5 separate regions of the Mus musculus genome follow, and regions 2, 3, 4 and 5 are each linked to region 1. A link is a contact called in public HiChIP or PLAC-seq and promoter capture Hi-C data. All regions are on one chromosome and are shown on one strand. Each heading gives the region's core, a stretch centred on a gene start, on an enhancer-like site or on the middle of the called end of the contact. The rest is flanking DNA. Distances are from core to core; before and after follow the strand shown.

The links. Promoter capture Hi-C pulls out the DNA fragments that hold promoters and counts their contacts. HiChIP or PLAC-seq counts read pairs in DNA pulled down with a chosen protein or histone mark.
Region 2: a contact with region 1 is called in a promoter capture Hi-C map of hematopoietic stem and progenitor cells. The contact joins the enhancer-like site here to the promoter of Otulin in region 1. A contact is called at or near these places in 12 of 39 promoter capture datasets (the 3T3-L1 cell line, the C10 cell line, the HPC-7 cell line and 8 more), 1 of 15 datasets of contacts at CTCF or cohesin (large pre-B cells), 25 of 484 Hi-C or Micro-C datasets (the AML12 cell line, the Ba/F3 cell line, the C10 cell line and 18 more), 9 of 115 datasets of contacts at active chromatin or transcription factors (the NIH/3T3 cell line, T-cell acute lymphoblastic leukemia, bone marrow-derived macrophages and 5 more) and 2 of 9 other capture datasets (adipose tissue and embryonic stem cells).
Region 3: a contact with region 1 is called in a promoter capture Hi-C map of the HPC-7 cell line, with 4 times the contacts expected there. The contact joins the enhancer-like site here to the promoter of Otulin in region 1. A contact is called at or near these places in 6 of 39 promoter capture datasets (3T3-L1-derived adipocytes, the C10 cell line, the HPC-7 cell line and 2 more), 1 of 15 datasets of contacts at CTCF or cohesin (the NIH/3T3 cell line), 2 of 484 Hi-C or Micro-C datasets (the MC3T3-E1 cell line and bone marrow-derived macrophages), 3 of 115 datasets of contacts at active chromatin or transcription factors (effector CD8 T cells and microglia) and 2 of 9 other capture datasets (liver and macrophages).
Region 4: an H3K4me3 HiChIP or PLAC-seq map of the 230-238 cell line shows a contact between it and region 1, with 10 read pairs. The contact joins the enhancer-like site here to the promoter of Otulin in region 1. A contact is called at or near these places in 4 of 39 promoter capture datasets (the C10 cell line, the HPC-7 cell line, cranial neural crest and 1 more), 1 of 15 datasets of contacts at CTCF or cohesin (CD8 T cells), 4 of 484 Hi-C or Micro-C datasets (the N1E-115 cell line, bone marrow-derived macrophages, natural killer cells and 1 more), 5 of 115 datasets of contacts at active chromatin or transcription factors (the 230-238 cell line, the HPC-7 cell line, bone marrow-derived macrophages and 2 more) and 3 of 9 other capture datasets (adipose tissue, liver and pancreatic islet).
Region 5: a contact with region 1 is called in a promoter capture Hi-C map of liver. The contact joins the enhancer-like site here to the promoter of Otulin in region 1. A contact is called at or near these places in 7 of 39 promoter capture datasets (the 3T3-L1 cell line, the C10 cell line, hematopoietic stem and progenitor cells and 3 more), 4 of 484 Hi-C or Micro-C datasets (the G1E-ER4 cell line, embryonic stem cells and regulatory T cells), 7 of 115 datasets of contacts at active chromatin or transcription factors (the HPC-7 cell line, bone marrow-derived macrophages, cardiomyocytes and 4 more) and 2 of 9 other capture datasets (adipose tissue and pancreatic islet).

Annotation. Positions count from the first base shown.
Region 1 is chr15:27,627,330-27,633,400 of GRCm38.p6, reverse strand. Otulin (OTU deubiquitinase with linear linkage specificity) reads left to right here and starts at 2,708. Exons shown (of 7, transcript NM_001013792.2): 1 at 2,708-2,943. The coding sequence starts at 2,792.
Region 2 is chr15:27,870,493-27,876,563 of GRCm38.p6, reverse strand. It overlaps Trio (triple functional domain (PTPRF interacting)), which reads left to right. Exons shown (of 57, transcript NM_001081302.1): 11 at 5,212-5,403. Among named protein-coding and RNA genes, the nearest start is that of Gm29975, 120 kb to the left of the region's middle. Within about 2 kb of position 2,418, at least 55 of the 459 cell types and tissues checked have an H3K27ac peak or open chromatin away from gene starts, as enhancers often do. A contact at or near this core is called in the Ba/F3 cell line, adipose tissue, bone marrow-derived macrophages and 4 more, where this site is marked.
Region 3 is chr15:27,805,834-27,811,904 of GRCm38.p6, reverse strand. It overlaps Trio (triple functional domain (PTPRF interacting)), which reads left to right. Exons shown (of 57, transcript NM_001081302.1): 34 at 6,032-6,071. Among named protein-coding and RNA genes, the nearest start is that of Otulinl, 130 kb to the right of the region's middle. Within about 2 kb of position 3,149, at least 46 of the 459 cell types and tissues checked have an H3K27ac peak or open chromatin away from gene starts, as enhancers often do. A contact at or near this core is called in the HPC-7 cell line and microglia, where this site is marked.
Region 4 is chr15:27,773,829-27,779,899 of GRCm38.p6, reverse strand. It overlaps Trio (triple functional domain (PTPRF interacting)), which reads left to right. Exons shown (of 57, transcript NM_001081302.1): 35 at 5,727-6,019. Among named protein-coding and RNA genes, the nearest start is that of Otulinl, 95 kb to the right of the region's middle. Within about 2 kb of position 2,274, at least 80 of the 459 cell types and tissues checked have an H3K27ac peak or open chromatin away from gene starts, as enhancers often do. A contact at or near this core is called in the 230-238 cell line and the N1E-115 cell line, where this site is marked.
Region 5 is chr15:27,484,052-27,490,122 of GRCm38.p6, reverse strand. The region is part of intron 1 of Ank (progressive ankylosis); the gene reads right to left. Among named protein-coding and RNA genes, the nearest start is that of Ank, 20 kb to the right of the region's middle. Within about 2 kb of position 2,677, at least 58 of the 459 cell types and tissues checked have an H3K27ac peak or open chromatin away from gene starts, as enhancers often do. A contact at or near this core is called in the G1E-ER4 cell line, extraembryonic endoderm stem cells and liver, where this site is marked.

The DNA.
Region 1 (6,071 bases), core at 1,459-3,958:
AAAGCTCCAGGCCACCCACCAGATGGAGAAGCACACAAACAAGCCATGGGTAGGCCAACTGCCCTGATCAGCTGACCTTCTCATGCTTCACCCTAGTAAAGCCTTACTAAGAAAGGCCTTGGTCACAACCTTTCTTAGGATTCTCCTGCTACACACACACACACACACACACACACACACACACACACACACACCCCTCACTCCTTTCTAATCTCCACCCTTAAATTCATTCTTCGAGTTTTCTGGAAACTCCTTGACTTGGGTGCCTGTTGGTTTTCTAGGATTTTAGCCCCCTGAAGTTATGGAGTGCTGAATTTAAAGACATCCTTCACTTTCTTCCCATTTCACTCCTTCCTGCCTATTATCACCAAATGTGATGGATACATATGAGATTCTGTGGGTGTGAAATGTGAATGTGGAAACTGCTAAGGGCTAAATTACAACTCAGAGCCCAAGAGCTAACGTAGTTCCATCTGGGCAATAAAGCTTATTTCTGAATTCTTATTTTGAATTCAGGCTCTTTACCTGTTAGACTCGTTGCAAACATATTTAGTGTGGTAAAATTTTAGATATCTTCATCTTGAGCCTTGTATTAATTTCCTCAGACTATTGTAACAAAAAACAACAAATCAGAGGGCAAACAACAGAAAGTTAAAGTTTTGGAAGCTGAAAGTGTGCTGTGAGATTGCTGGCAGGGTTAAGCTTTAGCCAAAGAGTCTTTGGATAGCCTTTGTTTGCTTTATCTTAGCTTCTGGTAAGTTCCATCATTCCTTAGGTTTTAGCTGCGTTCCTTCAATCTCTGTCTTCTTCCCCACATGGCTTTATTCCCTCTGCTGTTTATCTGTCTGTGTGGTCAGTCTCTCCTCTCAAAACACCAATCAATAGCTTTACAGGACACCCCAATCCAACATGACATCACCTTACTAATCTCATAGACAGAGATTCTTCCCCCATCCCCCGGCCCCCCGAAGTCAGATTGGGATGTTCCAGATGGACGTGAACTGGGTGATGACCTACTACAATCCTTCCTCCTTAAGTTCCTCAACCAGTTTGCTTACCATTTTATGCTTTGAATTTTCAGCAGGTGTGTTTCTTACTTTTTAAAGAAAAAAAAAAAAAAGGAAAAGAACACCTCAGAGTTATTTGTCTCAAGACAAACGTTCTTTCTTTCTTTCTTTCTTTCTTTCTTTCTTTCTTTCTTTCTCTTGTTTTTGTTTTTGTTTTGTTTTGTTTTGTTTTGTTTTTTTGAGGCAGGGTTTCTCTGTGTAGCCCTGGCTGTCCTGAAACTCACTTTGTAGACCATGCTGGCCTCGAACTCAGAAATTCGCCTGCCTCTGCCTCCCAAGTGGTGGGATTAAAGGCGTGCACCATCTCACCCAGCACAAATGTTCTTTCTATAGTTTATCCTCTTATGTTCCCACCTCCCCGAGTTTATCTTTACAGGTTCTTTACAAAGAACATAGCCCTCCCCTGAAAGAAAGTAAGATAGTTTAGTCTGGAGCCAAGGAAATATGAGGCACAATGGTCCAGGAACACAGATTTGACTTATTCCAAATAGTCTCCATATGCTCCAGCCTAATGGCTTCCTTGCTTTTTTGTTTGTTTGTTTGTTTTTTTAAATAGTAACAGAACAAATCAAACATTAAGTCAAAGGTCTTTCTAAAACGCATCAGGTAGATGGTAGAAATGTTTGTTAAATGTTTGTTATGTGATCTGATGTTATTCTGGCCGTAAGTCTGTAGATCCCAATGATTTACCTAAAAGCTATAATGAGGTTGGCAATAAATGGCTATTAAGGAGAACTGAAGATCGCCCAAGACTGTGCAGCTTACTCCTAATCGGTAATATTCTAGCTCTCCATAATCAAGGACGTTTTAATCACCCAATCAGCCTTGGGGATGTTTAACACTAGTGTGCTCCCCTCACCTCTGAACATCAGTTTAGTCCTATGCTTTAATATTTAACTGCAGGCAAAAATGATCTTTCATAAATGGCCTTATAGAGAGAACACGGAAAAGACGAAGCTCAAGCTTATCAATCTAAACTTGGCTTTTTATGATCTGACTTCCAATCTTACTTTTCGGTTCTGCCCCTGAACCTATCTGCAGGCTTCCGAAATGTCCCTGCCTCGCTATTGCTCCATACTCGGGTTCTGCCTCAAGGCTGGAGCCATGCCTACTAACTCACCCACTCTCCCCGGCTTCTGCGCCTCCACGGTCATACCTTGGAAATCTGTTAATGTCAGCCCTTTACTCTTACTCTTAAATCGATCACATGAAGCAATCTAATTCAAGATGGCACAGAATGTTGTGCTTGCTCAACTACGACCCCACAGCCGAGGTCAAGGCCACGTGGGCTCCAGAGGCCGCGCTGGCACTGAGGAACGGTGCCAGCAGAACTTTTAGGGGACCAAGGATGAAGTTCTGTACCGAGGTAAGTACTACCCGGCATCCTAACTCTCTCAACTCCACACCGCCCAGCCGCGTGTCCTGCCCAGCCTCCAACATCCCCCAACACCACCTACTGAGCCCGGACATGCGCAGTGGGCACACGGCGCGGGCCGCTCCAGGCTCCGCGGCTCAAATCCGCTCTGCGCAGGCGTCCTCCCTCCATTCCCAGCCCCGCCCGTTCCAGGTCCCCTAGCCTCTCGCCACGCCCCCTTGCTGCAGGTCAAAGGTCGCGGGGCGGGCCACAGTGACGCTTACGGAAGCGCTCTGCGGACCTCGCGGGGTGCGGGGCAGCGCAGCCACGGCTCCGGACGGCGGGACGGCAGGGCCCGGCGTGGCCGCGGATGAGTCGGGGAACCATGCCCCAGCCCGGAGCGTGGCCCGGTGCAAGCTGCGCCGAGACGCCGGCGCGCGAGGCCGGGGCCGCGGCGCGGGACGGCGGGAAGGTGACGGCCGGCGCGCAGCCCCGGGCCGCGACGCGATGCCCGGCCGAGCAGTGAGTGAGCGGGGCGGGCGTGGGAGCGGGCGCGGGCGCGGGGCTGCGTGGGTTCCCTCGGTTTCAGGTCGGCTACCCAGACCGAGCAGTAGAGAGTCGGGAGTGTGGACCCTGTCACAGCTCGGTCACCCAGGCCGCCACACTCCCGCTTTGACAACTGTCCAATCCTGAAGTTAGGGAAAGCGCTAGGAATTTGGGAAAGAAATCCAGAGAGGCCCCTTTAATGATCCACTGACTCCCTGTAGCTCTTTTCCCCTAACCTAGCTCGGAGGAAGTGAGTTCGCCCCAGTAACAGCCACAGAATTGTCCTGCGATGTCACCACTTGAAGAGTTTCCCACCTGTTGGACAGACTTTGGCCACAGGCTGGCCCTCTCCGTTTTACCCCGTCAGACCCTGGCTAGGTATTCCTACCACTCTTTGCTTTTACACACACACACACACACACACACACACACAGGCACACAGTTTTAGAGCAGTTCCTTATTGACTGTGAAGAAAAACAGTAAGTTAGAAGCGATTTCACTGTGCAGGGTTTGGAGGTGTCTACTGAGTTCGTGGCACAGTTCTAGATGTCTTTGGACTTAGAAAATCAAAAGCTCCGACAGTCAGTTTTCTTATGATCCAAAAGTTAAAGCATAAGGTGTGTCTAGATGGACCTTTAGAGCTCTTTCAATTTCCTAAGAAGGGGTCTTTTGAAGCCTTGTTAAGGAAGACGGGATATAATAGCAGCTCAGTTGTGAGGTGCTTTGCGGTGGGCTTTGACCGCTTTCGTTTATTGAGCGCCCGAGTGTGATGGTAATTATTCCTGTAATGAGCTAGTGGTAACAGGAAAGGTATAGAGTGGGAAGCCTTAACCTTCTCTAAGAGCTAGGCTGCCAATTAGCGTTAGTGACATTGTCTGTTAGCTTTGGGACTTGGGGAGCTTTTAGCTCTTTATTTGGGTCAGCATTATCTAAGCTTCAGCCATAGTTGCTGTAGTCAATGAATCTAGATAGCCTGGTTTTTTTAAATGAAATGTCCTGATTCTTAAGTAGGGACACTTATTTTTCTTTCTATTGAGCTCCTTTATATTACAGGGCCATGTTTGAGTTGGTCTAGTCTGTGGTTGCCAGGTTGAAACTGTCTAGGTTAGAGATGTCTCTTTCCTCTGCTCTTCCTCTGCTTCCTGACGGCTCTGCCTTTCAGCCTGCTTTCCTAGTCCATTCCTTTCCTGGATGCCCAGCCTTTTAAGCCCTGCACCTCAGTCTTACCCTAGCAGTTTCACATGCCTTGAAAGATACCTGAGCCTTTGAGGCCAGAACCACATTCTCCAACGTACACACAGTTGTTTGGAAGGTTTTCTGGTGTGGTGGTTCTCACGAACACCTTGGGGAACGGACCTCAAAGGGAAGGAGTCTTCACACTGCTGTTAGTCTTAAAGCTGAAACCTGGGTTTGTCATCTCACTCTTGAGGAAACAGGTGCGGATTGTGTTGTTAGGCAGGGAGAAACAGGTAGGAGATTTTAAGACCATGGTTCTTGACACCTCCCCCCCCCCCCCCAACTCCCTACCCCTTACCCCCTTCTTCTTGACCTCCTCAGCAACACTGGACAGAGAGGCATGGCTTATAACCACGCCTATGTTTGTAATTTGAATGTTATTAGCTGTTTCTTTTTTTCCTTACTGCCTGTGTTGGCTTTAATTGACCCATTTTCTCTTGACTCTTCAGGTGTGGAAATGAGGCTAGTGTATAGTGTAACTCACAAGTATTACTGGTTAATACACCACACTGCTAGACCATTTTGCCTTTCTGACTCAGCCTTACATGAGTAGTGGATTGGGCTCTTTCTCTCTGTGGGGCTTTTCTAGGGTCCCGTATCAGAGAAACAGTAAATAGTTGACAGTGTAATATGTGCGTATGTGATATAAGCCGCTTAATAGTTTGGCTATAAATTTAATGCTGTTAAGAATGTGCGTTTAAATCTGTGTTAGGCTCAGGGGTCAGACCTCTCCACTCAGAGTTATTGAAAATATTTTTACCTTAAAATAGGGACCATGGTGAGATTGGATATGATTTGAGATATGCTATAGCGTTATTTTTACTACATTTGAGGGAGATTGGTTATGAGTGTAAGTCCTAGGCAGCCTACAGGTGAATTATGAACTTGGGGTTTGGCTCTAGTAGCTCAGCTGTTCTGATTTCTTTTTAATAAGCTCACCGCATTTCACAGGGGAAAGGACTGGGGAAGAGGGACACCCAAACCACATGTATACACTGCCTCCTGCACAAGCCCCAAGGGATGGTCACTGTAAAGCTGGGAGTCCCATTTGAAGAGGCCTGACATTAGACCAGAGTAACTGACCTTGTGCAGGTTCCCCGGCTGCTCACATCACAGGCCTCCTTTGCTCCATCTTCCCTTCCCTTCATCCTTTCATGTGGGGAACCCTTAGACAGTCATACCACGCTATCCTCCTCAAGGGCGTGACCAAACCGGAAGTGGTTAGGGAAGTCACAGACTACCCCGTGCGCCTTCTCAGTCTACTTGAGGATGGGACTGGGGTTTACTCTGAGATTGATGCTGGGTATGCTCTTGTATGGAGGCATACCAGTCGTCTGGGAAGCCCGATGAAATTGAGTGCAAACTTGTGTTTCTAAGCTAAGGTATTCTTCAAGGGTCTGCGAGCACACTCCTCTATGTGTTAGGCTGTTTGCAGGGATTGTCAACCCTCGTTTATGCTGTTTTCTGTCCTTGCCCAGCCTAGCTTCCAGAGTGGGGTAAGAAGGCGTGTAGCTGTGGGGATGTAGTGGACTCCCTCTCCTTTCCTCACGCAAGGAAGACCCCGCTTGAGGAGTCACCCAGGATGTTTCCAGACCTCCTTGTTGCAGGCAGCTGTGTTGTCCTTATGCGCTTCTGGAAGTCACATGGAGCAGGATGAGCTGACATGGAAAGTCCACTTGCAGAAGTGGGTGGAATTTTGGCCTAGGTGCTGGTACTTTCCTGTATGTGTTCTGTTGTTTATCCTCTCTGCAGTCACCAGACTAGACAAAGGCTAGGCCTAGTGGTCTTTACGTTTCTGGGTCTGGGTAGGAAGATGTGTGGTGTCACATTGGTTGACTCCACCTTACCAATACTGCAGAGAGGGCTGG
Region 2 (6,071 bases), core at 1,169-3,668, 240 kb before region 1:
TGACAGAACTTCCTATGTTGACGTGGTGGAAGTGAGCGCTAGGCTGGCTTTTTTCAGGCGCCCATCCTTGAAGTCGGTGCCCAGGGCTTCAGTGTCCGTTTCAGATGCTGCTATGGCCTCCCCAGGGAGCACTGGCTCAATCTTGCCGAGCCAGGAACTTCCTTGTGACAACTGCGAAGCCGTCCTTTGTCTGTGCGGTGATTGTGAGTACATCTTGGCTGATGTGGCTGTTGTGTGCTGTGTGACATGCCCAGCTAGAGAGCATCTTCTTGTGTTACTGTACTATTTAAAATGCAGCCAGGGATATACAGAGAAACCCTGTCTCAAAAAAACAACCAAACCAAACAAAACCCAAAAACTTAAAACGCGTTCCATGTGAAGATTTTTGAAGGTGACTGGTGGAAGAGAAGATGGTCCTTGAGCAGCAGTCTTTTACTTAGTAGTAGTTTTCTGAGTTCATATTATTAAATTTAATAAGCTGTGATCGCAACAGGCTGGTAAAGCCCAGAGAAACTTAGTTTATGACAGCTGGTTCCCGAGAGCAGCGGGGCACTGACAGACATTGGTGAGTGTGGCCTAGCGTCTCTCCATAGGTCCCACTGTGTGATGCTTGCCCAACCCTGCACTTCAGCTTCCTGTGTCGTAACCTGCCCCAAGGCAGCCTCCTCGAAGCTTGTCTATGGATAGCTTTTTATGTGCCTTGTGATCACCTTGTCTTCCTAGATAAGGGTCTGAGAATTTGTCACGCGACGAAGCTCTTCCCACATTTTCAGGAGAGTAGTGGGTGTCCCTGCTGTGCTCAGTGTTTTTCTAGGAGAATGTTATGTCCACATTTGTAATATGAATTGAACTTCTCCACATATATAACAAGCTTCCATTTGTTTTTAATTAATTTAGCTTTTAATATAAAGATATATTGTGTTTTAGTCTTTTAAAATTAACAATGGAGAATTCAGGACAGATTATTTTTAATAAAGCATTTCCCCCTGGGCTGAAGTTATCGGTGCAGCACCTGCCCACCAGTTAGTCAGGTCCTCAGACTGCAGAGAAGAGAAAAGAAACAACAGGTCCTTGAGGCTGCTTTCCCCATGACATGTCCTGAAACTTAAGAAGATGACTATGTCTTTCTGATTGTGTTACCATCAGCTTAGTCTTTCTGAGTCTTTCTGAGTCTCTTAACTGTAAAGTGATATTAATATCTCCCTTTACCAGGTTGTTGTAAGAATACATTAAGGAGGGAGGGAGAGAGGGAAAGAGGGAGTCATGACAGAAGGTGTTCAGAATTCCATTCCTTGATTTAGAACATATAGATGGCTGACGATGACAGTCCTTTGACAGTAGCTAGGCATGTCAGGACCTAAAGTAGATGATGTTGCCAGTATTTATGCTGTGCCCACCTTAGTTTATTGAACACCCACCTACCCGGAGAAAATAATGGTTGTTTCTGGTCAAATGCTAACAGATGTAAACAGTAGTCAGTGCCCTAGTTGGGGTCACTATTGCTGTGATGAAAGACCATGACCAAAGCAGTTTGGGGAGGAAAGAGGTTATTTGGCTTACACTTCCACAGCACTGTTCATCACTGAAGGAAGTTGGGACAGGAACTCAAGCAGGGCTGGAACCTGGAGGCAGGAGCAGCTGCTGCAAAGGCCCTGGAGGGACGCTACTTACTGGCTTGCTCCACATGGTTTGCTCTGCCTGGTTTCTTGGAGAACCCAGGAAGTGAGCCGAGGGATAGCACTACCCACAAATGGGCTGAGTGGATGCCTCCCCCCATCAATCACTAATGAAGAAAATGCCCTACAGCCAGATCTTATGGAGGCATTTTCTTAATTGGGGTTCCCTCCTTTCTGGGTACTCTAGCTTGTGTCAAGTTAACCTATTTTGCCTTATCTCTCACATAGAATTTTCCATGGCCTCTGTTAAGAATTTTAGATTGCCCATGCCATGATTACGATTGACTTTCCCCCTCTGTGGCATATGTCTGCATTGAGGGACAGCGGTGAGCTTGCCCCATATCTGTTGTGTTTTTCTTTCCTAGATGACAAGTGATCCTTGGGAGGTTTGTGCCTTCCATACAGCAGTTGATGATACCCACAGCATCTAGTTTTCTCTGCAGTGGCCCTTCCTTCTTTTTCTCCAGTTCAGTAGTATTAAAATACCTTAGAGATTTTTCTAATCCATAGTTTCTTTGCTCATTGTGTTTTGATGGGGTAGGCATATTTAGGACTTTCAGTATTCACTTTCTATTATCTAGAAATTTGCATTTCCATTTATTGTAAATACAGTGTCTGCCATCTTTGGAGAGACTCGGGCCCTAGTGGCTGAGAGCAGCGGGAGGAGGAGGAGGACCACTCATCTTCCTCTGCACTGCTCAGGTCCCAGATTATGCTGTTTGCACAACATAAGCTGTTTCTCAAGAAAGAGGAAATGCTTTGCTCTCCATGGCCCGCCCTTGCTATCGTGTCCTTTAATCTCCCTGATGAGTATAAAAGGGATGCCCCAAAGAGGGGGACCCTCAAGCTGAAGAAAGGAGAAGGCCTGCCCCTTCAGTTCCCCTCACACTCACCAGCTTCAGGTCGCCAGGTCTCGGGGCCGTCAACAGCGGCCACTCCGCTGACTGGCTTTGGCAAACCTCAGTTTGCCACAGGGAAGTGGAAGTGAATCGGCGTCCCTGTCACAGGGCTTCTATAGGGTTTCGAGTAGCTGCTCAAAAGCCAACGTTGATGATATGGATAGTTCGTCAATGAGCATTCGAAACCTCTCACAGCTCAGTCCATGACGGAGGGACTCAGGAAGGCTCTGTTGCAAGGAAGGCTTAGCTGGGGTTTCAGATGCCAGTGCTGATGTCCCTGTCTCCGTCCCTCACCCCCTCACCCCTGGCACCACATGTGGCTCTGCACTAGGACAAACTCTTTCCTCCTCTGTGCAAGCACCATTTTCTGGATGAGGCACAGAGTGAATGGCTGTGGTTTAGTGTCTTCATAACATGCCTGCTCCTTTAGCAGCCATATTTTTCCCAGTGTTCCTTACTGCTGCTGATGTCATAGCAAGGCTCTTGGCAATCCAGTAGTGCTTTCCTACTGGGGGACACTGTCAATGAAAGAGTCACTTATCAAGCTAGATTACTTCAGGGCTGAGATGACAGTCAGGGAGAAAGCAGGATTCCTTACTTCAGAAACACGTTTGCTCTCAGGGGTCTGGTTTCCCGACAGTACACTGAGCTGGTAATTGCACTCAGCCCCCAGCCTCCCTGTTCCTGAAACAGTTGATTATGGCTGAGTGTGTCTAGTCTCCCAAGTTGGAGACCACGCTTTCTCCAAATGTGTTGGATGTTGTTTATCACTCAAAGGACCATTCGTTGGGAGTTTGGCTCTCCTATTGACGAGTTTAGGAGAAGAGGCCTTTAGGAGTTGCACCTGCAGCTAGCCTCCAGCGAGACCCACTTTTGAAAGATTTTAGACCCCTGTCTCTATCTGACTTTCTGCTTTAAGATATGATTTCTTCCCTTCCTTGTGACACTAGAGGCAAACCAGGGACCACCTCATCTTCAGCTTTTGATTTACAGAACTGTGGGCTAAACCACTTCATGTATAAGGCTAGTCCATCTCTGCTGCTTTGTCATAGTAGTGAAAATCAGTGCTGTTCCTAATAATGAATGGTACTTTGGAATCTTGTCATATCTAGAGGTTGAAAGGGTTTGGAGGGGTAAGCTACGAAGATCCTAGGATCCTGTAAGAGATTCTGTTCAGGGAACTGGTCCCAGGTATAAGGTGATTTTTCACGCACATAGAATCCAGGAGTTACAGGCCTTTCCATTTGTCAGTCTTCTTTTGGGATAGGACTGTTGGGACAGGCTGTCCCCCATCAAAGGAGACTGTCTTCCTTTGGTTTTCACATGGCTAACAGTTATAAGGAATTCACCTTATAAGGAACCTCTAGAGCATCAGCTAGTCTAGTTTTGCTTTGTGAGATGCACAGAAACCTTGGGTATCAGAAACGGAGTGCTGTGGTTTGGTGTAGTGTGTGTGGCCTCCCCAGAAGTCTGTGTATTGAGATAATCGCCACTGTGATGCAGTAGGAGAGGAAATGAGTCAGGCTGGTGTCCACAGGTGGGTCTGGGGTTAGGGCAGATGCCCCATGACTGACTCCTAGTGGCTTTGTAAGGAGAAGAGGGGTCAGGAGAAACATGTGCAAGTTTGTCTCTTATAATGCTCCAAAGTATGTTGGGACTGCCACCAAGGCCATCAGATGTAGCCCTTATCCTGGGCTTCAGAACCCTGGGCTGCGGTACTTCTTGTTCATCTCACCCAGTCTATGAGATTGTGATGCAGGCTGCAGAAAAGAAACTGATACAGAAGTCCTCTCTGTTTAATGGGAGCCTCGCTTCCCTATTCCAAGCCCCATCACTCACTGAGCCTGTCCCCACCCCATCCCTCCCAGGGACACCCTTCCCATACCTTGGGCCACCTTATACCTGTTCAGTGAGCTACCTGCCCTATTCGGCTCTAGGAGTTTAAGGAGGAGGATGAAAGAGTCAACTGACGTCTCAGCAGAGCCGCAGGTGGGAGTTCTGTCCTTGCTGTAGGGCAGGCTGCTCTGACTACACCGCGCGCGCGCCTCCTGCTCCTCTCAGCAGTAATGCCCCTGTGGAGCAGTTGCCAGTAACTGTCACAGGCTGTAGCTTATCTGCTCATGTGAGCAACACAGCCATGGCCACAAGTTTATCAAGAACTGAAGCAGAATCGTCTTCAGAGAACAAGAGCCACGTATTTCCATACCACAGCTGCTTTCTACACTGGCTACATTGTTACAGCCACTGGGAGACTCCTTTCCTTCCAGAGCCATGTGCTGTGAAGCAGAGATGGGGAAAGCTCACTTACTCTGCTGTAAAAATGAGAGGAGAAAGCAAAACGGACCTCTGTGGTTGTGGGCCATTTCCTGACTCCAGCTTAGCAAAAGCCGAACAGCCTTTTGAGTCATGAGCCATTCTGGCCAGTGCTTAACAGTTTGCTTGGGGTCAGAAAAGGGTACTGATGGGGATGTATGTACCTCCTGACGTCATCGCTCCTTACTGTATATTGTCTACCCAGTGTAGTAAACGATCAGCATCGCTGCTGATAGGTTCTTGGTTGCCGTGGATTGTGGCTCCTGTGCCGGCTGGTTTGCTGAATGCTCACCTTCTGTTTCTCTGGGTATCCTCCCGTGCAGAACACGTACACAAACGCAGATAAACTGCTAGAAGCAGCAGAGCAGCTGGCTCAGACGGGGGAATGTGACCCCGAAGAGATTTATCAGGCTGCCCATCAGCTTGAAGACCGGATACAAGATTTTGTTCGGCGAGTTGAACAACGAAAGATCCTGCTGGACATGTCTGTGTCATTTCACACGCACGTAAAAGAGGTAAGGCATCATACAATGACAAAATGTAGTTTGCCCGAGAGGGTCTTTGGACTTGTTGGAAGGAATCTGAATGTTCTCATAATGAGAGACATTGGCCGGAAGGTGGCAGGTGAGAAGATGGGACCCATTAGTACCAAATGCATCAGGCCTGGAAGATGCCTTCCTGCCTTCTGCTTCTGCAGCTGGCTGTCCTTGTCACATGAGTGCACCTTTGCCTTTGTTGGGGTCATCCGTAGTCGGGGGTCAGGGGAGACTTGTGGGTCAGGAGATGAGCAGGAGAAACAAGAAGCGGAATAAGAATTTTTTCAGCCTTAGAGAGGAATAGTGCTCCATTGTCAGATCCTGCTTGTGGACAGTGCCTGGTCATGGGGTGAAGCATGGTGGCCCTCTGCTCTTAGCAGACTACTTTTACCTGCTCCTTAAAGTTCTATTACATTGTATGGAGTTTAAATATACCATAGATCTTATATATTATATATAATGCATATATATGATTATGTATTATATATATGGTATATATAGTAATAAAATCTTATCTTACTTAGTAAATATCACAAAATTACATTAGAGAAATTACTATGTTACATTTTAGTTTTGTTTTTGGAAATAGAGTTTTGCTGTGAAATCTATGGTCGCCCTGAATTCCCTATGTAATGCAGGCTGGTTGT
Region 3 (6,071 bases), core at 1,900-4,399, 180 kb before region 1:
AGTTGTTTTTGTCAAGTATTTTCACATTGCCAAGAAGGAAGTTCCTGATACATTTGATTAGAAATATAACATAACCAAAACGTATGTTTTCCTGGGAGTTTATTCGGCATGGCCATCATTACCATTAAATAAGAGAATAAGCCTTAGAGTTAGACTTGGGATTGACCCTCCCTCCCTTCCTATTGAGGGGCACAGTTAGGTGAATGAGGATCTTGAATTGTATCAGTTCTTCAGATTGGTGCTTCTTACTAACAATTATTTTTTAATAATTTATGTTAACCATTTATAGGATTTCACGGGTGTCTGTGAGTGCCCTCCATGTCAGAACCTATCTTTAAACGTTTTTAGACCCCAAGCAGAGACTTTTCTGGAGCACATCTCCTTGAACTTGGCCTTAAGCTGGCTTCCATGTCAGTGTGAGCCTAGAAGACTGTTCTCCATACTTGTTAAGGTGGGAGCTGATCTGCCAGCCTCCACAAAGCCGCCCAGCAGCAGTGAGAACCTGGGGCATGATGGGTATGTTCTGGCTGCCTGTGGTTGCCTCTGCTTTTGTGTCCATGGCCTGCAGTGGAACTGTACTCTCTAATCCCCTTAAACCAAGTAATCGTAGTTTGCTCTGCTCTGTGTGAAACCTGCGTGAAGCCACAGGACTCTTTTGTGTAGTTTCTGAATGACTGAAGGTAGAGAGCTATGGCCTACAACTGTTCACAACAGTCGAAACACTTTGTTCTGTAGGTGGACTGGCCATTATTAGACCACATCCCACCCACCCCATTCCACCCCCGCCTTTCCTTTTGAATTGCCCTTGAAAATTGGCCAGATATTCACTGCAGTTGATCGTCTCCTGGAAACAGAATCACTTGAGAGAGGAAGGCTTCAGGCTTCACCCACCACACCGGTTCTCTCCAGCCCTCGTCAGTGCGCCCTGCGCAGAAAGCTCTCTGAGCTTAGTAATTCAAGCCAGGTGTTAACTGTGGCCCTTTTAAAACTGTGTGTTCTTGTAACACACAACTGCCTTGTTCTAGTGCATGGGGTCGGGGTGTGAAAATGTTAAGGAGCCCATGACCAAATCCACTGCATGGGCATCTCAGCCATGGGGTGAGACAAGGCGGCAAGATGATCCAGTTTGGGATTTTTTTTGGAAAGCAAAAGACAGACTTCTACAAAGATTGTTGAAGTACAAAAGATTTTGGCCAGAAGATGAAGGGGTGGAAAGGCCATAAACTGTTTATTTTCCATTATCCTGACAGAATTCAGGGAAAAGCCTGCTTTGAATCTGCTCGTGCCCTTGGTCTAGGTCGTTGGTGCCTCCCAGAGGCCCTCTCCAAGGGCAGGCAGGACTCGGGGAGAAATAACATCCTTGGTGATTTCTGCGGCTGTGCTCCATGTGAGACCAGCTGTTTTCTCACACATACTGCTTACCACAGTAGTGAGAAATTGAAGGATGCCTTTAAACTGCCTTCCTGACCTCCGAAGTGACTTCCAGAAGGGTTAATGTGAGCCATGTGATACACTGCATTCCTGAACTAGGCAGATATGCCAGGGAAGCCGGGGCAGAGTCTATAAAATGTTTACAGTGAAGAGAGCGCTGTGGGGACTCCATGGGAAGTGGCTGGCACAGAAGAGGGAGCTGCTGCAGCCACAGATGAATGAGACGGGTAGGGTGGCGGTCGGCGTAGTCATGACATCAGGGCTGGGGTGGCTAAGAGCTCCAAAATCTTCATGGTCAGCGACCTAAACTTCTGGTTAGGAATTGAGTGATTGATATCAATAAGGACTTGCATTGCTTCCTCAAAGTAGTTATCACAAATGTCCGAAACAACAAAAACATGTCTTCTAAAATCTTAGCAAGCTTCATTTTAAAGAGATGTTTTGTTGCTCAATGCAAAGTTGAAGGAAGGAAGGAGAGATAAATAACACTGTGGGTGTTTAAAGAAGCCACAAGGAAACATTATAAGTTTACTTAAAAGTTCATAAGCTAGGGGTGGGAGAGGTGGCTTAGCTGCTCTTCTAGGAGACCCGGATTCAATTTCTGGCACCCGTATGGTGTCTCACAACTATAACGACAGTCCCTCTTCCCGCCTATATGGCTACCACATGCACTGGTGCACAGACATATAAACAAAACACCCATTCATAAATAAGATGAAAAAGTAAAAAGTGTGTGCGCACATGCACATGTATAGTGTAACTCGAGTCATGCCACATGGATGACAGTGCTCCTCCCAAGAGCAGTAGTGGGTGATATAACAAAACCCCAGTGCCAGGCATAAGAAAGCTCCCTTTGAGGGTCCAAGAGACCCTCAAATAAACACCGTGGGATATTGTCCTTGCCTATGGTTGTGGCTCAGAACTTGACACTAAGTCCCTGTTGCAGAAGATATCATGTACTTTGGACACTGCAATTAAAGGAAGTGATCTGGGACTGGTCTGGAAGCCTCCACCCCCAGAGCTGGCTCTCAGCATAGGAAGGGGCTATGCAAGCTATCATGGAAAAAGCCATCAATAGCCCTACCCAATTGTAATGTCTGTGGAGGACCATAACAGTGACTAGCCCAGCAAGCTCTCCCCAATGATGCACTGTGCCATTTTATTGGGGTGGGGGTGGGTAACCAGCAGTTGCATTGTTTGACTAACATTTAAATACGTAAATGCAAAGCTTGAAACAGAAGCCTACAGGATACTTGTTCTCAGGGAACAAAACATTTAGTTCCTAACCTTGATTGTAGGTTCTTATCTCTCCTGATGGGCAGGAGAGGACTGGGGAACAGGAAAATGTGGGGGTGATAATTTTAGCACTTTTTGCAGTATTATTCTGGCACTCTGTGTTCTTAAGTTCTAGAAAGCCTCTGCATGTTTTTAACATGGTGTATGATTCTTTGTCAGAGCAGGCTCCATTTTTTTTTTTTTTTCCTTACAATCTGTCAAGCACACAGATGTTCCCAGTCCTTTTTGGTTACTCTGCAAAGGTCTTTAAAAAAAACATAAGTGCCAAAAATATAGTGGAGTTAACTTCCCTTCCTAGGCAGCCCTCACTAGGCACCCCTACATTTGCTTGAGCAGCCTGACAAGTTAATGAGACTCTGGTAGGGGAAGCCGCCAGCTCAGGGCTCCTTCCCAGAGCAGCAACATGGACCACTGGGGGGAGCCTGGAGTTCTAACTGGACTGCTCAGTTACAGAGCTGGCTGCCCTCAGACATGGGGGCACTGGGGCCGGACCACCAAGGCCCACAAGCAGCAGGGCTTGGTCTGCAGCACGTCCGATCCTGCCAAGCTTCATCAGCTGACTCTGTTGTGGCTGGAAAAGGGAGCACCCCCACTATTTGCTGAGGAGTTAACCACTTCCATATCATGGGGTTGTGTGAGAGAAATCCTTTCCCAAGCTCGCTCGGTCTCAACTTTCAGCACTTATATGGCTTCTTTATCTGTCCAGGGACTAATGGAAATGTTACCATGGCTTTCCCACAAAGGAGTTTATAAAAATTTAGAGGGGAACTTAAAACAGTTGTGGCCTAGTGACAAGGCTCGTTTTGTCTGGATCTTCATGATGGAAAGAGCTGGGATGGAGCGTAGAACCGTGTGTGGGCGAGTGCTTCCTACAGCCTGCCAAATGTTCTGTGGGCTTTGCACCTCGTGGGTACACAGACCTTGCAGTGACCTGCAGACCCTCTTCTATTTGCCATGGTGGTGGCAAGCCTCTTTTTGCCCTTAGTCTTGACACAGAGATTCATAAGAGTGACACAGACCTGCTTTGCTTTCTACTGAGGAGGGGACACACACACACACACACACACACACACACACACACACACACACACACAGAGAGAGAGAGAGAGAGAGAGAGAGAGAAACACAGACAGAGAGACAGAGAGGACTATTCATTTCAGAACTGAAGTATAAATTGTTTCAGGCAAAAGCCCTAAGGATGGCAAAAATGGGAACAACTTTCCAGAGACGGTGGATGGGGAACTTGAAGGGAGAATGGACACAAGGAGATCTGACCACAGGGATGGCACTGTGGACCTCGTATGCACAGGACCTGTCTCAGAAGCAACTGTCTGCACAAAAACCTGGCAAGGCAGATGGGGATTTAAAGCCTGTATCAAGAAAAATGTACCTAAGGTTTTGAAGAGGAAGACCCATGCTTTTTTAAAATTTTTTATTAGATATTTTCTTTATTTACATTTCAAATGCTATCCTGAAAATTTCCTATACCCTCTCCTCCCACTCCCACTCTTGGCCCTGGCGTTCCCCTGTACTGGGGCATATAAAGTTTGCAAGACCTAGGGGCCTCTCTTCCTAATGATGGCCAACTAGGCCATCTTTTGATACATATGCAGCAGAGACGCGAGCTCTGGGGGTACTGGTTAGTTCATATTGTTGTTCCACATATAGGGTTGCAGACCCCTTCAGCTCCTTGGGTACTTTCTCTAGCTCCTCCTTTGGGAGCCCTGTGTTCCACCCTATAGATGACTGTGAGCGGCTACCCTGGCAGCATTGTCCCATTGGGACAGAGCAGAGGCCTGGGGGCACACACTGAGAGCATCAGAATCACTGGAGAAACTCAAATGTGCAAAACCAGTGTGGGGTTTTGCAGAGGAAGAAAGTCATTAGAAAGCCACCCTCGAGTCCACTTGACAACTTCTAGAGGAGGAGGGAAATGCATCTAAGTTGGGTAATTTGCTGGTGATAGCATCGCCCAGAAAGCAACGCCGGAAGAGAAACACAAGCAGGGACATTATGAGTCGTGTCCCAGCTCCCCGGTGGGGTGAAAAATCGGAAGCATGGGACCACCAGCTGCTGTGTCTTGGGAATACCAGCGTGAGGCTGAGGCTATCCAATGGGATAGAGAAGAAACAGGCACAGGGGAACCTGGGGATAGCTTGAGGACAGAGAGCCAGTCACAGAGCTCTTATATAGGAGCTGATGAGTCCTGTCCCCAAACAGCTAACAGTCCAGAGGATCAACCTACCAGGACACAGGCCAAGTGGGGACAACCGTAGTGGGAGAACCGTGTTCTTGCTTTTCAGATGCAGCTCTGTGTGTGTGTGTGTGTGTGTGTGTGTGTGTGTGTGTGTGTGTGTGTGTTCACCGATGTGCTGCAGAAGACCTAAGTACTACTAGTCTGGGCCAGAAGAGAACATGGGAGTGGGCACAGCGAGCAGAGAGAATTGGGGTCACGAGTTCAAGGGTTAGCACCAGCAGCTGTGGGAGAGCCAGGCAGGCACACGGAGGAGGCATGCGAACACAAGTCTGCTGTGATTTCTTTATGAGTTCTAGACAGCCACTGAGACATTCACTCCCCATCTTCAAACAGTGCTGTATGCCCGCGTCTAATGTAGAGAGCTGGCGAGCACTGCTTCAAACAGTGCTGTATGCCCGCATCTAATGTACAGAGAGCTGGCAAGCACTGCCTGCAGAGATTCTTTGGGAATGATTGCGATGGAACACAGGAATGGGGCGGAGCCAAGACCTCTGAGGGGCCTGGAGGAGAAGCACTCCAGGGCCAGTGCCTAGGGGCCATTCAGTCCCTCTTTGGAGCCTCTCCCTTCCTGATCTTGAGATGCTTGGGGAGTGGTGAGAGGCACTCGCTCGGGGGTGCTCGCTTACAGCTTTGAAACCCCTCAGAGCTCCATCTCGCTTTACTGTCTGTTTCATGATTTTTCCCTGACCAGCCTTTAGGCAGTTTTATTACTTTGTTCTGAGTTTTAAAATGAGTGTGTAGTGTTTTTATAGAGGGAACTAGAATGTTCCGGGTTCAGAGGGATTTGGAAGTACGTGAGAAATCACGCTGGACTGATGGTGAACCCCTCAGAAAAATCCCAGCATCGGGAATGAGGGGAGGAGCTTCAGTACCTCACAGCTCCAAAGGGGGTGGGGGTCAGGACATAGCCTTAGCCCCACTCTGGTGACGCCTTTAACCCTACTGCAGAGTTCCCGGCAGAAGGTGACATTCCTAGCCAAGTTCGTAACTGTGTCCATCTACGTGGTTCTGCTTGCTGACCTGTCCCTCTTTCTTTGTCCCTCCCAGCTTTCTGGTGGCTGCGAGCTGACGGTCGTGATTCATGACT
Region 4 (6,071 bases), core at 1,025-3,524, 150 kb before region 1:
TGTGTTCTTCATTACGGCACGAGCCGTGGCCATACTGTGCTGAGGCCTCTAGTCCAATCTGGGTTTTTATTTATTTATTTTCTAAACAGGGGGAAATTTATCTTTTTTTCCTCCTTGTGTCTTCTGTGCTCACTTGGTATTTGATGCAGACACAAAGTTCACATTTTTGCATCACAGACCCACTATGCACCACGCTGTAAAGTCTGCAGAATGCCCTCTGTGTTCTTTCTCCATATTCTCATTCATTGCCCGTCCATCTCCAGACTCCGCCTTTGGAAAGATTACTTCCTGTGCTGACACAGCAGCAGCGTGACAGTCCCAGCTTAGCGTGAAGCCCGGATCCTGTGTGTGTGGGAAAGGCATAGAATTGTGCCTCACAATGTGCGGTCCCCACTGTCATCCTGACAGAGCCTCGGCGTGGGGACACATTAGTTCTATCCGCCACTGGACGGAAGAGAGCTGAACCTATGTAAGAGCAAAGAAATCAGAAGCCAGGCAGGGAAAGGTTTCAGGTACTTACTCAAAGGAGAAGATAGATTGTAGTTTGGAAAGTGACCGTGAAACGCATCTGTTCTTAGCCACCAATGTTGTTCCGTGTCACTAAGCAGATCGATGCTGTCTCTTCCACAGTCCCTCAACTGGTTTCCCATATGTCTCACCACCATTATCTGCAATATTTGTGGCCTGTCAGACCATTGCAGTCCTGGTATAAGACAAGACATGGTCCCTGAAGGATACATCTGGCAGAATAGCTTACATATTGGCTCACTTTTATGTCTTTTTTTTTTTTAATTAGAAAAAAAAATGATACCTTGATTTTAAAAACAGAGACTTTGAATCCCATTGGAAGAATGTAGAGCTGCTTGGAATGCTGTCGGGATCTGTCCGCAGCCTGCTTTTCCTCTTGCTTGTGCTCTCTGGCTCGGTGTCTCCACCGCTGCCTTCCTGACATTTCTGAACAACAGGTATTCTGCATTCAGCTCTCGGTAAGTCAGGTACGGAACGCTACAGGTCGCCCAGCTGGCCTCAAGCTTTATAATCACAGCCTTGGGGTTGTCTTCCTTAAATAGCAACCGTGCTTCCCATTATAAACTACAGTCCTCGGGACATGAACCGGAAATGAATCCTTTGCATTAGGAATCTCTCTCTGAGTTATGCTTATCCTGACGGAAGGCTCGTTCTTCAGCACACCCACAGTGAACACCGAGATAGAATAATATTGATTGACCAGGAACTGCAGGTTTAGTTCAGTAATACAATGGCTGCCTGGGAATGTGAGAATTGGATAGTGTTCCCAGCACACACACACACACACACACACACACACACACACACGCACTATCATTTAGGGATACTGCAAGAGAATCTGAAATGTGAGACAGATGTTTCCTGGACCATTTCCCAGTGTTGAATGTATGCATCTTGTGGTGGCCCCACCTCCCATCCGTGACTTGGCTGTCTGTCAGCAGTTGCCTGTGTGTGCTCAGTTGATGTGATATGGGTGAAGGGAGCCTGAGCAGCAGATGCGGAGGATTGAGAGGCTATGCTGTGCAGATGACCACCTTGCTCCTAGTCCCTGCCTTTCTACTTGCTGTTTGCAGTTTCTTCTTCTCTCTTTTCTTTTTTTCAAAACTATGAATATCACCTCCTATATCTATTAGGTTATATTTACAAAGGCTTTTTTATAATCTCTCCACACAGGAGAGGGAAAACCATTACTATTTTACACCTCAAGAAACTAAAGCAGGAAAAGGCCAGTGGGCTTTAAGGGTACTTAGCGCCTACAGGCGACAGGCAGGGTCAAAGCTCCAGCCCCACATCCTTCTACAAACAGCTCCCTCAGAGAAGACTGGCAGGAGCCCGGCATGTGCCAGTCAGGCCCTAGCCCCAGGTCTGCTGCCTGCACACAGCTGCACAGCCCCCCACCCCCACCCCTCTTGTGTGCTATAAAGCCTGTGAAGCCAAAGAAATGTCCATTGGGTGAGTCGTTCTCAAGCGCAGAGTATGCGGTACTAAATTCTAAAACTTGACTGAAAGTCCTCAGCAGTCCGTTGCTGCAGCTTTACGCGAGTGGAATCTCAGGCCTCCTCCCACTGGGAAAGTGGGGAGAAAGCAAAATGGGGTGGAAACTTAATCTTCCTTAGCCTGCAACTAGCAGGATATGATCCTTTTTTTTCCTTACATTTTTAAGAACTTTTATTAATCACAGCTGTCCAGATTTACAGACTGGGAGGAGATAGCTTTCTCCTCCCCTTGGGCCTGGCCCTGTGTGCACATGGTAAAACCCTCCCGTGTAGAGCTGGGTCCCTGGCCTTCCTCCTCTGGCTTTATTCTGTCTTCACTTTAAAAGGAAACCACAACAGCCATTGTGTGACCTCAGCCTCAGGAAAAAAAAAAAAAGCCACTTGGGATTCCTCCCTAAGCCTGCCCTGGCCGACAGGCAGTGGTTGCTTTTTTTGTGTGCACACCTGCGTGGATTTTTAAGCCTGCTAGGATCTCTTTATAACTGGGGACAAATTTCTTTTAAAACAGAAAAACAACCAAGTCAGTATCTCAGTCGTATCTGCCACATATTTTTTTATTATTTCCTAGTGCCATTAACTCCTATTGTCCATGAATTCTGGGTATTGTCGGGGCACTGCTGTTTGTATAAATACAATATACCCATTTCTATACAATCAGGGACTCCCAGATGCCTCAGCTGTAAGCCACTTCTTAGTTTATAAAGCTACTTCATTTCACTCTTGCTGTTTCCTGAGTCCATTGCTGCCCTGTAAGGTGTGGAAACCCAGCTACGCCAGTCAGACTGGATCACCCCTGAGAGAACAAAGCCCAGACACAGCCCCCCAGTCCAGGGCTTTCTGTGACACCTCTCATAGGTCCTCCTTCTGTGCTTGGAATCAGAGGATTCTCCTCCAGTGAGAGAAGATAGCCCACCTTCAGACCAGGCAAGAGCAAGGCTTTCCTACAGTTGAGGAAAGGTAGCGTCCCAGTGAGGAGTGGAGCTGAGACCAGTGTGCGGAACTGAACATGTTTATCACAGTTAGCGGGTGTGTCTGTTGGAGCTGCGGGGTCAGCTTCATCCGGAGCCCTTTCTCTGCCCCTGTGCAGTGCTCCCATTGATCTGTGCCACTTACACACACCAAGCCCAGGCTCTGCCCCAAGAAAAAGCAGCTCATAGCATCACAGGAAGAGGCAGGATCACAAGACTCTACTTGACCTGGTTTCCAAATAAGTGAAAATTCACAACTGTGTAAGCTTTGCTTGAAGATAGAGATCACCTGTAGTTATCACAGAACTGACCACAATATGCCGCACTCTGAACATCACTGTCCACAGTGGTAGGCTTACATTATCAGTGTCCTTGGGTTGGGCAAACAAAAGTAAGGATAGCCTGCAACCAGTGTTTTGCTCACCTGGTCATCTTTATTCTGTATGTATTTACTAAGTCCAAGATGTACCAAGCAGCCTGTTATCAGTTACGCTCCTGCCCACACAGAGCCTGCCTTGACAGGTTATATAGATCTGAGGGTGGGAGTCTCCTCCCGGGTGGACCTAAGTATCCACATGGATCCTATACAGTTGGGCAGTCATGAACCTGGGAAAGGTGCCTCACACCTGCCCCTGTGTCACTCTTGGTCAGCAGATACTCAGGTTCCAGGTTTGATCTCCTCCTTACAGTCCACTGGCTGTAATGGCCATCAGAACCTCTTGAGAAAGACAGCTGTGTCCTGACCAGTAAATCAGGGTCTTTCCAAAGGGACTTGACTGTAGGCTCTGTGCTCTGTGGAACTGGTACCTAGCCTGTGCCAGTGACACTGTAGACCACACATCCACTACAGAAATGCCATCACAAGCTCAGATCTCTAGTGGATTCAAAATGTATACCAGCAGAATTAGTCTGCTGGACAAAACTGGTTCTTCGGATAGCTAAAACACTAGCAGGTTCTTTACCGCATTCTGTTAATGATCTCATTTGTTTAAATGAGAGCTTTTTAAACTTCTGACTTAGGCACTATGTCATATCCTAGCACAGAGTAGATACGTGGGCTAGGATGATGTACAGATATCGGGAGAGAATTTTGTTCCATTAACACACACACACACACACAATGTATTGTTACAGAGAATCAAAAGCATGAGGGAGTTGACATTATACTTACAAAGTGGAACGAAGAATTATCTGGTTATTTTTCTCATTGCTGGTATCCAAAATTATGACTGTATCAGATTTATACCAGATACAGTAGGACATCTGCTAACCTTAAAGACAGATGGGGATATTTTCTCCCTGTATCTTCAGACTTCTGAAATGGGAGACTTTCAAAGGAAAAGTGGAAAGTTCAACACTTTAGCTTCCTTCTAAATCCATAATAGCTGCTAGCACTCGCAGCATTTTTCTCTCCCGTGAAGTATAATAGTCTCACAAAGTAACGTAATGCATCAGAGCTCAGAAGAAAGGCTGTCCCTTCACGTTCTCCATGGCACAGCCTTTGTGTCTACCTGCTGGTCACACGCATTGGATTTAAAGATGCTTCATTGAATCAGGCATGGCGGCCTGTGCTTGTGATCCCAGTCCCTCTAGGAGGCTGACCTGAGAGATGGAGGCCAGTCTGGACCAGAAGCAGAACCTTGTCAGGGAGAAAAAATGTAAAGTACCATGTGACATGTGGATTACCAGCCCCTCCCTTCATCTCTGAGCCATTTATACGGTCACCGCACCAAGAGGCCTGAGCTGAGCATGTTGGCTTCTGTGAGCCTAGATGCCAGGGAGTGATAGTGATCTAAAGTTCTCATCTTCCCCTGCCTCTCGTGGGCTATGCCTGACAGTGGGCTGCTGTGAACACAGCTGAATAACTCTCACCCCCAAAAACAAAATTTAAAAAAAAAAAAAAACACATGCATACCTATGCATACACATACTGACTGCAAGCAAAAGAGTTATCTCTTAGCAGACACTGATAGATTTGAACCAGTTTGCCTCTGGGGAGAATCACAGGGCTTCTAGTGGTCTCTGGGGGCACAAGGCAAAGAGTCCCTGCAGGTGTGTGTAAAACTGTGCTTTCAAAGATTAGCAACCATAAATTTTTCAGACTTCAAAGGGTCTAAAAAAATAAACACTTGGCCGATGGTCGTCTTCATTATTACATCTCCTAAAAGAAATCGTTCAATTCCGTGTGACTCTGGCAGAGCCGCCATGTCAGGTGCTCAGAGTGACCACGTGGCTCTTCATTGCTGGCTTTCAAGTTTACAGGGACATTCCCCCTCAGTCTGGAAACGTTGTTTCATCATCTTCCTCTTGCAAGCCTGTGAGCCCTGAGGTGACTTGTTAGCTGGGTTGAGACAGATGGATAGAAGGAAGATAGGTTGAGATAGAGAGAGAGAGCTCTATATTTACTGATAGTGTGCCAAACTAAGCAAAACCAAATCGCATGCCTGGATCTGTGCAGTGGCCACACTGGTCTTCAGGATTGGTGACAGGGGCTACCTTAGGGATGGGGCAGTGCCTCTGTAGCAGAAATCTGGCTCCATAACCCGCCTAGGGGAGAGAGTTATCAGTCCTCTCCTGTCTGTTTCAGCATCTAGGTAAAGACAACAAAGTTGCCATCAGCCCACCTGCGAGTCCTTTAAGATGGGAAAAAAAACTTGAGGCTTAAGGGCAGAGACTTGCCCACAATGGTGGTCAATCAATAAAACGGCTTCTTTCTTTCTTCTCATCCCATCAGACTCACTGTCGGTCTCCAGTAATGACGCCAGCCCACCGGCCTCTGTGGCTTCCCTTCAGCCCCACATGATCGGAGCACAGAGTTCACCAGGTCCCAAGCGGCCCGGCAACACCCTGCGCAAGTGGCTCACGAGCCCCGTGCGGCGGCTCAGCAGCGGTAAGGCCGATGGGCATGCGAAGAAGCTGGCCCACAAGCACAAGAAGAGCCGGGAGGTCCGTAAGAGCGCGGATGCTGGATCGCAGAAGGATTCGGATGACAGCGCTGCCACCCCGCAGGATGAAACCATCGAAGAGGTGGGTCTACGCGAAAGGCTTGGGTTGCCGTAAGTCATGGGTGACTGTAGAT
Region 5 (6,071 bases), core at 1,428-3,927, 140 kb after region 1:
CGACTTCAGGGATTTTTTCATGTTTGAGTCTGAAAGCTGTACCACTTCACTTCCTAACGCCTTTGTAAGGTGGGTCAAGCTCTCTGCCTTCGCCTCAGACAGCTGTGTTTCTGGAAACATCTTCCAGGGAAGACGGGAGCCATAGTGTTTGGAACTATTTTCTCCTTAAAACTACTCCCCCCAGGAGGAGGAAATTCTCACCCATCTATTGTATTGGTAACTTCTTCACGCAGTTCTACTCCTGTTTACTTAAGTGGGCGAGGAGGGAAAGGAGAATGGAGGGCAGCCAATAAAGAAAGCGGGTGTTGATCTAGACCTTCATTTAATTAGCAGATGTGGAAGACTTTAGCTGAGATGAGGAAATGGGGCTAAGGCTTCTTCCATCTCCTTGTACCTGAAACTCCACTGTACTGAGGGGCGAAGTTGCCATTGCTGGCCACAGTCTGGTTTGATGTGTTTGAAAGAAGGGTCTCTGTACTTAGCTTTATGTGCCCTAGAAGTCACTAAGTGCACCGTGCTGTTCTCGAACTCAGCGATCTACTGTCTCTGCCTCCTGGGTGCTGGGATTAAAGACCTGTGCCACAGAACCTGGCTGTCTGGCTCACTGTAAACACTAAGAAAGACTGTGAAGAGAAGGCAGTGCAAAGAGAACCAGAAGGAAGATAGTTATTTTAAAAGTTTAAAGTCTGTCACACAAATGTCTAGGAATACTACTCCCAGCTGGGCCTGTTGGTTTTCTCCTGTGATTCCACAACTTGGGATTGCAGAATGGGGAAGAGTGGAGTTATCCAGGGCTATATAAGATGTCTCAAAAACAAAAGACACACACACACACAATCACTCCTATGAGTCAAGTGTGTCAGACAGTATTTCTAAGTGTGTGTGAATTTCCTATCACTCTCTATATAGAACGGAAGGGACGCAGGAACATCTAGAGCCCACTCCTCAGGCACACGTGGGGAGCACAACCTGTGGAGAACAGGCCGAGACACACGGACCTGGGAGCTTGCCTAATAGTCAGTTGTATGTGACTTTTATCCCATCACTTATAAAAGGATTTCTCCCTTCTTCTCTTCTTCCACCCTCCCTCCCTCGCTCTCTCCCTCCCTCCCTTTCTTCTTTGCTGGAGAATGAGCCTAGGGCCTATGCATTTCACTGCTGGGTAGTATCTGCAGCCTTGCTATTGTTTCCTGTGTGGGTAAAGGGATGGTAGCTCAAGAGTAAACAGAAAGACTTAGGTAGTCAACTGATACTGTTTGGGGTCATTTCTACCAAAAACGTATCATTCAACACCAACCAAGTACTAACACAAAGTGCACAAGAGCGGGTATGCACGCGTGCACACACATGCACATGCACACGCAGACACACACTCCTGACACCTAATGAGAAGAACTGCTAAGCATGAAGGGAAAGCCGTTGGCTCTGGCCATCGTCTTACAGGCTGTCTTATGATCAGCCCCTTTTCCTCAGCACTGTGCAATTTGCCAGGAGAGGGAGGAAGCCAGTTACCCACTCAATGCAGAGCTCCCATCACACTGAGGAAGGGAAGTAAGCCACCAAATGAATGAATAGGTAGATAGTAACAAAATCGTGGGGAAGATAAGGAAAGAGAAGGCCCTGGCTGGTTCTAACAAAGACTCCTTTGTAGAGGAGGCCAGTGATGTGCAGCTGATGCAGGGCTGCTGAAGAAAGTGACTACCCTTGGGCCCTTAGGGACCTGCCACCTACCTAAAGGCAGGGAGCTTGCTCACAGAACCACAAGGCGAAGAAAGATCAGACAAAGGCAGGCACGGAAGGCTTCCAGGGTCCTCCTGTGATCTGGCTCAGAGCAGGTCCGTGCCTTCAGATCCTAACAACTGCTGTGGGCGTGGCGGGGAGTCACAAGCTGCCGATGCCCAGGCTTCCAAAGCACGGTGGGGCTGGAAGAGTCTGCTTGCTCTGGAGCCAGCCTCCCTGACAATCTTAGGATAAAGAGATTTTTCTCCTACTCAATATGGAACAAACATATGCTTGCAGACAACCACCGTTCACGCACTACGAGACTCTAGGAAATTGACAGTAGAAAACCCAGTGAGGGTTCTTATTCAATTTTTAGGCTTATCACTGCATTCTAGAAAGGAGGAAATCTTCATCGCTATTGCACCTTTTTTTTTTCTTCTTCAATAAGCTGTAATAGTTACCAAGCATGGACTGAATGTATTCTGAAGAAGACCGAGTTACAAATGACTTCCAGTCTGTTAAAAGATGGCTGGTTACATTGACCTCCCCCCACCCCCCGCCTCTCTCCAGAAGGCCAGAGCACAAACCCTGACACCATCAAACAGGAGAAGGAGAGAGAAAGGTGTTTTCATGCCACTGTGTTGTCTACTCCCAGGAAAAACAGCAGCACATACATAAGATTATTCCTCACTCTGGGAAACCACGAAGATATGCAACTGTGTGGAATTGAGAACCACTGTAAGGCTGACCCACTGTCCCATCTCCCAGAAGGTTACAGGATCAGTTTAGAAGTCTCACTATCACCTTCAGGGCAAATCCACACTTCACTTTCTAAGGTCTCGGTTTTACACCGCATTCCTTGTTTAACATTATCTAGCCTATTTCAACCAGTGTGTAAATATTTTAGTTTGGGGCTGATGGCGACCTCAAAAGAAAACCACCAAAATGCTGCCAAGGTTGTGTAACCAATGGCTTAATAATCTCCGTAAGGAAACATTTGCTCTTAAAGCACTAATGAGGGAGGGAGGGAGGGGAGCTTTCGTTTACAAAACAGATCTGTATATTTAAACACACCACACTTATTTCTGCACCCCACCCCCACCAGACATGCACCTGCGCCCTGGTGGCAGCCTAGCATATCAGATTTCTGTTCTGTGGGATCGGATCCTCACCACACAGGTGAGCCCCAGATACATTTCTCTTTCGTTGCCTCGTAGAAAGCTGGGGGGAGGGGGCGGGGAGGAGGGCACTCTGGTTCTATTTCTGACCACGCTCTTTCTCTTTGTGTAATGGTGAGAAAATAGAATCCTCACACCAAAAGGATTATGTCCCTCCAGTGTCACCCCCACACACAGATTGTCCCCAAACGACCACTGTTCACACTGCCTGCACAAAAAGCGACTGCTATTTATTAAGGCACTTCCTAGCTATGGGAGAGGGAAGCTCCAAGAAGGGCTCCTGATTGTAAGCCTTCTCTATATCCTTTACCACCTCCTACCTGGCTTCCCTGCGATGGACCCTCTGGGACTGAAACCTGTGCCTGCTGACTCTGTTCCCTCAAGAGAAACTGCCTCTTAAAGAACAGGCTTTATCTCACTAGAAAAACCTTCTCCTCTGAACACAATAATAAAATTGTTTTCAAACCGAGTATGGTGTCCACACTGGTGATCGGCAATCTCAGAAGGCTGAGGCAAGCTTAAGGCCAACTGAGGCTACACAGTTAGACCCTGTGTGCTGTGTGCACGTTGCAGAATGGCTGCACAAAGCAGCCGGTTTCAGCAGACATTAGAAGCAGATGTGAGACCGACAAACAAGTCCCAGCCATCCCTCCGTGCTGGTATTATTTTGCTTATACCTCAAAGTATCCTCACCTTTCCTAGTGTACACCCTGAGCTTAATGCACACACCAGGGTTACCAGGGTGTGTCCATGCGTTTGTTTGGGGAAACATCTAAGAAAGTTGGTTCACTGACCCTCCATTCATAGAGAAGAACAGGCTCTGTGTGACAGAGATGGGTGTGTCTGAACTATAAATCAGCGCCAGACACTTCCATGATTTTCCTTCACTCTTTGACTTACGCAAGCCCATCTGAAGTTCCTACTGCATGCAGAGTCTGTAGGAGAAGACCCCTATGGACAAGGGGTGTGCTGATGTCACACAGCAGCCCTGCCCTAGGGGATCATGGGAAGACGGAGGAGGGGAGGAGGAACAGTGCATGGCAGTCCATGTAAGACAGAGGCACTGCAGCACGTCTCAGAAGGGTGGGGTGGGATCAGTGGGACTCCTCTGCCTCCCCTGGAGCTGAATGCTAAGGAGAGGAAAGGGATTCATCCCAGAGGCAACCGGGGTAACTCAATCTGAAACTAATGAATGCTTGGCAGGAAAGAAAAAAAAAACCCTTTAAACAGACTTGACTTATGAGAAGGTGCTGAAAGGCCGGGGACTGTGCTGTGTGCCAGAAGGAACTGGCAACTAAAGTCCAGAGAGCCCGCATCACAGGGTTGGTTTTTTTTTTTTTCACACTACGATTACATTTTAAGAAAGTGGTACATATGCTGTGTATCAGAGGGAACTGTGCCCATGTTAGCCTAGGAGAGAACGGAGAAGGGGCCGAGAGAGAGATTAGGCACAAGCCACAGCCACGTGTTAGGAATGTTTGGGGACCGATAAGGGAGGGGCAGAGCCTGCAGTGATGCTCTTGGGGTAGCTCATGCCTTACTGGTGACCAGGAGCGCCCTCACCTCCTTCGTGTCTGATCATATGTGATCCAGAAAAAGGGAAGGGAGGAGGGTTAGGCACCAAGAGCATGGGGAGGCTTGCATGGCAGGCTACCCATGGATCAAGGTTCCTCCCCAGTCCTAGAGGACCCCTGCTGGGAGCACCATGCAGGGTGAAGGAGAGGGGGATTCAGTCGGGTTCATGCTCTGCAGACATCTGCAAGCACAACTCGACTCCTAGGCAGGCCGTCGAGAACATACTTTGCAAACTGCAAGTGGTCGACACAGGAGAAGTGTGGGCCCAGCAAGGAAGTACAATGCACACATTGTCACAAACTGAAACAATGCCCTAGGAGTGGTGGCACACACCTGCAGTCCCAGCACTTGCGGGGTGGAGGTAGAAGGATCTTTTCCAGCAATTCTCAACATATAGGTGTTTTCACTGCAGACAACATGATTGATTTTACATATATATTATACATTATATTATTATACTATATATTTTATGTATTATAATATTATATATTAGAGAATTCCTCTTATTAATGTGTATGTTCTAGTTAAAAAAATATTTTCTTTTGTCCAGCTTCCTAGTACCTAATGAACCTTGTCATAAATGATGCCTTCTGCATTACTTTCCAAGGAAAGGGTCAGGGAAGCTTAAGCCAAAGGTTACAAACAGGTGATTTTAAATTTACTCTCAGCAAAAACACAGCCATGACATAATGAGAATAGACCCCGAGTGCCCCTGAGGACTAACTAGAAATCTGCGGATGTGTAGGACAGGGCTAGGTCCCAAAGCAGGAAACGAGACCATTAATGTCCAGGTAGCTACTGACAGGGGTCATAAGAACAAGCAGGTCTCTAAGAAATGAGATTTATTTTCAGTGTTAAAACATCTTGAATGGGGGGCTAGAGAGATGGCTTAGCAGAAGGGCGCTCATTACACTTGAGGGGACCTGGCTTCTGTCTCAGCATCCACTGGTGACTTACGGCCATCCATTAACTCCAGTTCCAGAGGATTGGATGCCCCCTTCTGACCTCCGTAGGCATAAAGCACACACATGGTATACATAATATATTCTCACATAAAATAAAATATATAAATCTAATTTAAAAAACAAAATAAAACCTTGAATGTCCTTCATTGTGACCCCCCTGCAGCAGAAAATATGCTGGTCCAAAAACTGGCAGAGCATTCTAGGCAGTGAGTTGTAAGCAATGCCCTACCCCAGCAAAGGGCACATTCTCTTCCTTTTGCCCCACTCACCCTCTATCCCAGCAACCCACGCATGGTGTCCCGGGGGGCTATTCTAAAGCATTGTACAGAGGCCATAGCTCACCCAGGATACCAGGCTCTCTCTCTCTCTCTCTCTCTCTCTCTCTCACACACACACACACACACACACACACACACACACACACACACATACACACACACACACACACACACACACACACACACACACACACACACAGGTCCACTTCCCAGAATCCTCTTGGCTTCCAGGTCTTTGTAGACCAGTCCCCTAGAAGGCTGCCTCCCATCCCCTTCAATAAGAGGTGAAGTGGGTACATGTCATACATATATGAGGTTTTGCAATGATTACTGTCACAACTGTGAGTCCCAAG